Regions from separate parts of the Gasterosteus aculeatus genome. Here region 2 is linked to region 1. Evidence: chromatin contacts called from public Hi-C data. All regions are on one chromosome and are shown on one strand. The core of a region is the stretch at or near the end of the contact, and the rest is flanking DNA. Distances in the headings are between cores, read along the strand shown.

What was found. Hi-C and Micro-C count contacts between places; a contact is called where the count stands out from the background.
Region 2: a Hi-C map of skeletal muscle shows a contact between it and region 1, with 4 times the contacts expected there. The contact joins the promoter of LOC120819579 here to the enhancer-like site in region 1. A contact is called at or near these places in 2 of 6 Hi-C or Micro-C datasets (both in skeletal muscle).

The regions. Positions count from the first base shown.
Region 1 is chr5:5,175,556-5,179,386 of fGasAcu3.hap1.1, forward strand. No RefSeq gene overlaps it. Among protein-coding and RNA genes, the nearest start is that of LOC120819580, 31 kb to the right of the region's middle. Within about 2 kb of position 1,661, at least 1 of the 9 cell types and tissues checked has open chromatin away from gene starts, as enhancers often do.
Region 2 is chr5:5,231,628-5,235,458 of fGasAcu3.hap1.1, forward strand. LOC120819579 (transcription factor Sox-9-B) reads left to right here and starts at 2,131. Exons shown (of 3, transcript XM_040177121.2): 1 at 2,131-2,965; 2 at 3,165-3,415; 3 at 3,599-3,831. The coding sequence starts at 2,538.

The DNA.
Region 1 (3,831 bases), core at 411-2,910:
ACTCTCCGGCTTGGCTAGTCTGAGTGAAATTGATACCCTGGTTCACTTAGTCTTGTTTGGTTTCACAGTGCCCAAATTAAAGTAGACCAAACAACAAAATGAAATATTTCAGAATGGGCGTCTGAGAAGAGGGTTTTTTCACTTTGATTTGCCACTAATTGGTACTCAGTCCACAATTTGATTTCACTTCTGCCCTGCTCATGTTAACCTGCCGTTGTCCTATGTCCATCAAAAAAACAAACAGTCACTAAAGAGTGTGCATATTTGAGTATGCCGTTTGGGGGGACTGCTAAGACAAACAAAACATAAATCATAATAGTTCTAGCCTAACCCAAACCCACTACCAGCCTGTCAAAGAGCGGAAAAGGTCTGGATCCTAAATGACGTATAGAAAGTGCAGAGAAATGATAATACCTTAGTTACACTCAATTTTACTTACCAGAGCCCATAGTGTCTTTTAAACAAGCTGAATGTGTTTTCTTCGTCATTAAGGCATTTTAAAGCAGCACAGTTTGTCCTCTTTGACGTCGTCGTTAGCGCATTGCGTGGTTGTGTTACTGTAACCACTTGATCAGTTGAACAGCGGGACATCAATGGTGAGACTCTGTTTTGATTCCTGTGGGCAAGGCAAACAAAACGGGGTCAAAGAAATAGCTCCATAGTGCTACAAAAGGTCTGACACAGGAAACCATGCTTTCATCGGATCACTTGACTTTTATTTTCATGTAACGGACAAAATAATCAAAACCTCATCAATCTAAATCCTGTCGAGATAAAGCTAGGCAGAGTGAAAAAGGGACATACGGAGTGAGTGTTTCGTACACAGCCCGGAAAGATGTATTATGTCTGTATCTGCTTTGCCGGTCTGTCTGTCGGTGTGTGCCAGGAGGCAGAAACAAGCGTCACACGCAGGGGAACATGTGGATCGGAGCCCCAGCTGTTCCTTCAGCCCTGTATTTTTCTAGTGACCCAACCTGAAATAGCACCACTGTGGCAGTTCATTTATTATAGTCAAGCCTCCCGTTTCTGTCTGTACGTATGTATGTGTCACACACACATGGGAGGAGGTGTTTCCCCACCCCTTTAAATACAAGCGTCAGGATTCCCTGTTCTATTTTGGGCTGTGCTCTGACCTGCACTCTTTGGCTGAACATTGAGTCTTGTTTTGTCCCAGTGACAGATACTTTCTAAATTTGAAATGCATTCATATTGGCTAATAATATCTCCACTTAGTTCAATAGTTAATTTATACTATATTATAACCTTGGAACATCAATATGAACAATCTTCAATTTTTGGACCACCCCCCCCCTACTACTGAAGAAATCTATTGTCTTTGTCTTACTGGCTGTGGTAAGATTTATTTTTACATGGTACAACTTCATCATTCCAGTGCGATTACAACCCTGGAGGTGACAGGCAGTAAAAACACTTATTTTCTCTTAATCCTTGGCACGTCCCTTAATTTTTACTCCTAAAGCAGTTAAATATGATATACTTTCTTTCATGGATCTTTGATGGCAGGACTTAAATATAGGACTTATTCCATAAGGACACAAAGAATATTGTTTAACCCACCCTCTCGCTCTCTGTATGGGAGTCCATGCAGTCTCGTGGCATAAGCGTTCCAATGATTTGTTTAATGAAGTGCCAAAGTGCAGTTGGTCATGCTTCCTCTCAGCACAGATACACTGTGACACATGGGATATGCTCGGGTTCATCTCAGGAAGGCCTGGGCTGCGGTGAGCCACCGTGGGAATAACAACCCGATTCCGAGCAACAATATTTACTACACAACCGAGTTCGCAGAAAGTGTAATTATCCATATTGATGAAGGGTTGGCGGTGCGATGCATCATCCTGGTGGAAACGAGTTTGTGTAACATCCAGGGCGCAAAAGAAAATATCCAAACGTACATTTGTTTGTTTTTCTGGGAAGGGAACGTTGACGGTCGCGCACGCAGGGTACACTACACAGGACAGCTTGTAAAAGTTTGTTCCCTGTTGTTGATTTGATTTTTTCATTTTTTTCCTTAACTGGTGTTCTTTTATGACTTCCATGTTGTGTGATAAATCACAGCATCAGAGTGGGGACAGTTTCATGGCATCATTCACGCTACATTTCCAACTGTAGGCCAGTTTTTGATTAGGGCAGTAAATCTCCTCTACCTTTACACACACACACACGCACACACACACACACACACAATACATACCTAGTGAAATGTTAAGCATGAATATTGTGGTCTTACTGCTTATATCCAAGTGTTAGTTTCTTTAAAGAGGACATTTTATAAAAATTACAAAAAAAAATTGATAGGTCTTCTCCACGTTAACGTGGCTGTCAGGCACGCCCAAACGCTGGAAAAAAACGACCTGCACCTTTTTAAATAAAAACAACTTTGGCAGTTCCGGGGTTTGCCGACGTCAGCCGACCAAGTGGGAGTCTCCCTTAAATCTTCTTGGCCCTCCCCCCACCACATCCCCACCCCGGGCTGAGAAAGCACAAGAACAGAATGGATTACAGTCAGTGTGTTTACATGATGGTATAATTCGAATCTTTGCTTAGTTGGACTATGCTATCTTTCGGGGCAAGTGCTATTATCCCAATATACATGGCAGTGAATAAATCGAATCCTTGGCCGAAAGCATGTCATATCCGATACGATAGTTGGCGCTGTTTTCATTACAACTAGTTGTGATACAGCCATTTCCGCTTGACCTCTTCACCACTACCAACAACAACCAACAACAACAACATCAACATTACGAGAAAGATGGCGAATGGAGAGCAAGGTGAAGCTACATCCTTCTACTATTTTTGCATAATGTTAATAGGAGTACAGCGAATGCAAATGGCGCTATTGGCTGATTTGATAACGGAGAGAAGATGCCGTCGGGATCTCAAGCATGCGCAAAGACGCAAAGTCCAGTTCCTTATCCAATTCACCGTTACATGCCGCAATAGTCGAACTATCAACTGGATCGGATCGAGTTATCCAGGGGTGTTAGTCGGATCGTACTCGGACCGCACATAGTCGAAAAAAAGGTGTTTACATGAAACGGATAATTTGATTTCAGTCCGACCAAGCCAGTTATTAGTTATTCGAATCCATGTAACCACGCTGAGTGTTTCCCTGAGTGGTTCACAGCTTTGTGGCCGCTGGGGACTGGTTACGCGGACGGACCGGGGTGGAGGTGCGCAATGGTCGACTTCTTCCGGCGCGCACTCTCTGTCCGCTGTGTGTGCATGCGCACGTCCGTGTTCCCATCGTTACGGAACTCCCTCGTGCGTAGAGATTGGTGGCTAATTGTAAATGGACGGGGTGCCGGTACCGTACAGTGGTGGGGGAAACCCTAGATTCATTTAATATATGAAGATCATGTCACGGCTAGAATTGGAAAAAAGAAGCTGTGCGGGTGGCATGCGGATGGCGGGGGGGATGGGTTGAGACCCCAAACGGGTCGTTTTGAGCAGAGCTGTTTAAGCAAGTTTAAAGAGTGCCGTTAATATTGATCCTTGTGGTATTTTGAATTAGATAATTCATTCCGCCCACAAAGAATCATATCATCTTGTGGTAAAAGGGCATAATATGGCTCCTTTAAGGGATGGAACTGTGCTGCTTGCAAAAACTTTACCTTTTGTGTCAACAAGCTTCAACACCAGGATGATAGTAGAGTATCGTACCATGCTTCATTTATCCCCAATGAGTCAGAAGATACCATCAGTTGTACATCTAACAACAGAAACGTCTCCTGTGGGGTAAAGTGTGCAAGAGCCATGTTTCTCTTTTCATATAGACAGTCACAGTATATTAGTGACAGTATATTA
Region 2 (3,831 bases), core at 881-3,380, 57 kb after region 1:
ACCCCTCTGCGAGTGGTACACGCCCCTGCAGCTCCACGGATGGTGTTTCGGTGGCCTTGTGTAGCGGTACGCAGCGCGCACTCGACCGCAGCGTCGTCCCAGGAGCTATTAACGCAGAGCCAGGCTGCTCCCTCCTATTTGTGTTCAGAGCGAGAATCTTAAATAAGCCTGTCCTGTGTAAATAAACTGTCCGGGGGGGGTGGACGAGGCCAATCATGTTAGGCCTTTAGTGTTTCGGAACCACAGGCCTATGATCGTGGGAGAGAAAGCATCACCGTGTGATTCAGAGTTCAAGCAGTGAATACAAACAAGCAACATAATGCAGAGAAAGAAAAAGGGTTTTATCTGTTGATGGGTGGGGGGAGGTAGAGAGGGGATCCGTGTATTTAGCTCCGGAGCAGCCGAGCAGGCGGAGCGGTGAAAATAGCTCCACGTGACATCTGTGAGCTATTAAAAGCAACTTCAGGTAGCACACGTTGTCCACATTAGGCTGAACTGAGATTTACATTTCCACATCTCCACAAAGCATAATAAACAATCAGAAGGGGGCGTGTGCAGGCAGGTTAGCATCAGAGAGCAGAGCTCTTCACCTCACTGGGATTGGAGAGTCGCACTGTGTTCGGGTGAAGAGGGAGGACAAAGGGGCCGTGTGTGTGTCGGTGTGTTCAGAGAGGTGAAAATACACTCATTGATGACGCACATTAATACAGCTGTCAGTACCAAGTAGCACATTTACTCAAGTATTATGCTCGTGTACAATTTGAAGGTGCATGTACTCGACTACCTCTATCTGTTGCAACTTCTACATTTTGGAGGGACATATTGCATGTACCACTCCAATACATTTAAACAGCAAAAGTTATATCTACTGGTTAGTTTGCATTTTAAGATTTTTTTAATTCCAAGTAGAAATATTATGTATTTTACCAGATTACACTACCAAAAGTTTGTAAAGTATTTAAAATGACCTGCGACACTAAAAGGCCTAAAAAAAAGTCAAAAAAATCACAACATTGCCCTGAGTCACATCTTTCCTAATTCACTGTCTTTGGAGCAGTTCCCCACTTGTTGAGGACATCCCACATTTGGGCATTAGCGCTCTTATGTTTTATTCAGATGTGGGAGACTTTTTCGTCTTATTTTAGAAATGTCTCACACCATGGGTTTAAACTTTTGAAATAGGTGAAGTTTTGGAATGCAGAACCTTTGCTATAGTGAAAGGCCTCGCTGCTCCTCTGCCACTGGTTATATGCTGAAAATGTGTTGTGCGTTCTTTTGCAAAGTTAACAAAAATAGTAGGATACCAGTAAAACATTTAATCAAATGTTTGCCTCTGTATGATACCTTGAAAAAAATGTCCCAAATTGCACAAAAATCGCTGTTCACCGGGTCGCTGCTCTGCTGCTGGAAATCAAATGAGCGATATGAATCAGGAGCTGGTTTTAGACGCCAGCTGTTGCTCTGCAGCAGTCTGCTCGAGCTGGAGCTCCCTCTCCCCCCCTCCCCCCCACACGTCCACCCTCAGCCTTTGCCTACTCTCAGCAAGGGAAGGGGGAAAACTTTCCGTGTTCCTAGACTGCTGTCTCCCCCTATTGACCACAGGGGGTAACTGTATAGAGCCGGCATGGAGAGGGACATTTTAAAACAGAAGAAAATTAAATTAAATGTAGCAATATTAAGTGTTTTTGGCTGTTTATGATGCAGAATAACGAAAATTGCATTGGCTCTATGATATCGTTTTCTCTCGGGCTTAATTATACTTATCATGCTTTAGCAACTAATTTGTATTTCATTATTTCCCCTCGTAAAAACAAAAAAGTTGTTCCCTCTATAAAAGTAGAAGACGCATTAATTAATGTATTCCGTTCGTCTGATTAAATTGCAGTTGTAAAAATGTTTCACCATAAAGCGTTGTTATAATCTATTGGAAAATCAAGCCGGATTAAGCTCTATGCATACTGACTGGCTCGTGTGTGCGTGTGTGCGTGTTTTAGGGAAAGTGTGTGTTTTGTGTGCTGGTTAGTGGTGGGGGAAAAAGCGGTATCGAATTCCTTCAGTTTGGCGTCACGTTCTGTTATCCAATCAGATCTGGGCTTTCCTGTGCGGCATGGCAGCGGTCTTATAAAGATCCCATGCGTGAGGTTTGCAGTTCAAAGCACTCACACGTTCTGGGGATTGTACTTGGAGACCAGAGAGGAGCACTTTACCGTTTCATCCTACCGAGTTAAGAGTGAACTCTAACCAGCTGGCTTGTTCTTTTTGTTTTTACCCTTTTTAAGTGCGGGCCGGCTCGCAGAAAACCCACTCCTCCTCGGAGTCCATCGGACACCCGTGCGTAAAGACACTCTCGCTCCAAATCGGTTTTACGCACCGGAGCGAAAGATAACCAGTCGTCGTTTTTCGGTGCGGTTCTCTAAGTTAAAAGATCAAAGTTGTACAGGAAAAAGGTGGTCCATTTAGGGACGTTTTACCTCTCACGAGAGAGCAGTAGAAACTCCTTCGTTTCAAGCGTAATTTGGCACCACACAGTTTTTCGTATGAATCTCCTCGACCCTTACCTGAAGATGACGGAGGAACAAGACAAGTGTCTCTCCGACGCCCCGAGCCCGAGCATGTCCGAGGACTCCGCGGGATCTCCGTGCCCGTCCGGCTCGGGCTCCGACACAGAGAACACCCGGCCATCTGAGAACGGGCTACTCGGTCTAGATGGAGAGTTTAAGAAGGATGAGGACGATAAATTTCCCGCTTGCATCCGCGAGGCAGTGTCCCAGGTGCTCAAGGGCTACGACTGGACTCTTGTGCCTATGCCAGTGCGCGTTAACGGGTCCTCTAAGAACAAGCCTCACGTGAAAAGACCGATGAATGCTTTCATGGTGTGGGCTCAGGCTGCGCGCAGGAAGCTGGCTGATCAGTATCCTCACCTGCACAACGCAGAGCTCAGCAAAACTCTGGGGAAACTCTGGAGGTAAGTGTGCACGCTGCGCTATTCAGCTGTAACACACACATTACGATGGAAGGAGAGTTGTTGGTGTCTTATTATATCGACCTCCGTTGTATCTGCACACCAAATCGTCTGTATAATGTCGAGCAATGACACATAAAGTACAAGTAGATGGCAGTTTGTTTAATCCATGAATTCATATGTTGGTGCTTTTTACGCGCAGACTTCTGAATGAAGGGGAGAAGCGGCCGTTTGTGGAGGAAGCCGAACGGCTCCGGGTGCAGCACAAGAAGGACCACCCCGACTACAAATACCAGCCCCGGCGGAGGAAGTCCGTCAAGAACGGCCAGAGCGAGTCGGAGGACGGCAGTGAGCAGACGCACATTTCCCCCAATGCCATCTTCAAAGCTCTCCAGCAGGCGGACTCCCCAGCCTCCAGCATGGGAGAGGTGCACTCACCGGGTGAGCACTCAGGTGAGCAGGAATAGCGCGTTTTTAAATGCCTTGCTCCGTCTTTTCTCTAAAGGATATTTCCATATGTTTAAAAAAATCTTAAAAAGGTAAATAATGTATTATCATATCAGTTGCTTTAAAATGACTAAAACTGAATGAACATAGAGAGCAGTATCTAATGTGTCATGTTTCCTTCACTTTCAGGCTCCCAGGGCCCCCCTACTCCTCCCACCACCCCAAAGACTGATGTCAGCTCGGGCAAGATGGACCTAAAGCGAGAGGGTGGCATCCGCTCCCTGTCCGACGGCACCGGCGGCCGCCAGCTCAACATCGACTTCCGCGACGTGGACATCGGCGAGCTGAGCAGCGACGTCATCTCCCACATCGAGACCTTCGACGTCAACGAGTTCGACCAGTACCTTCCGCCCAACGGGCAC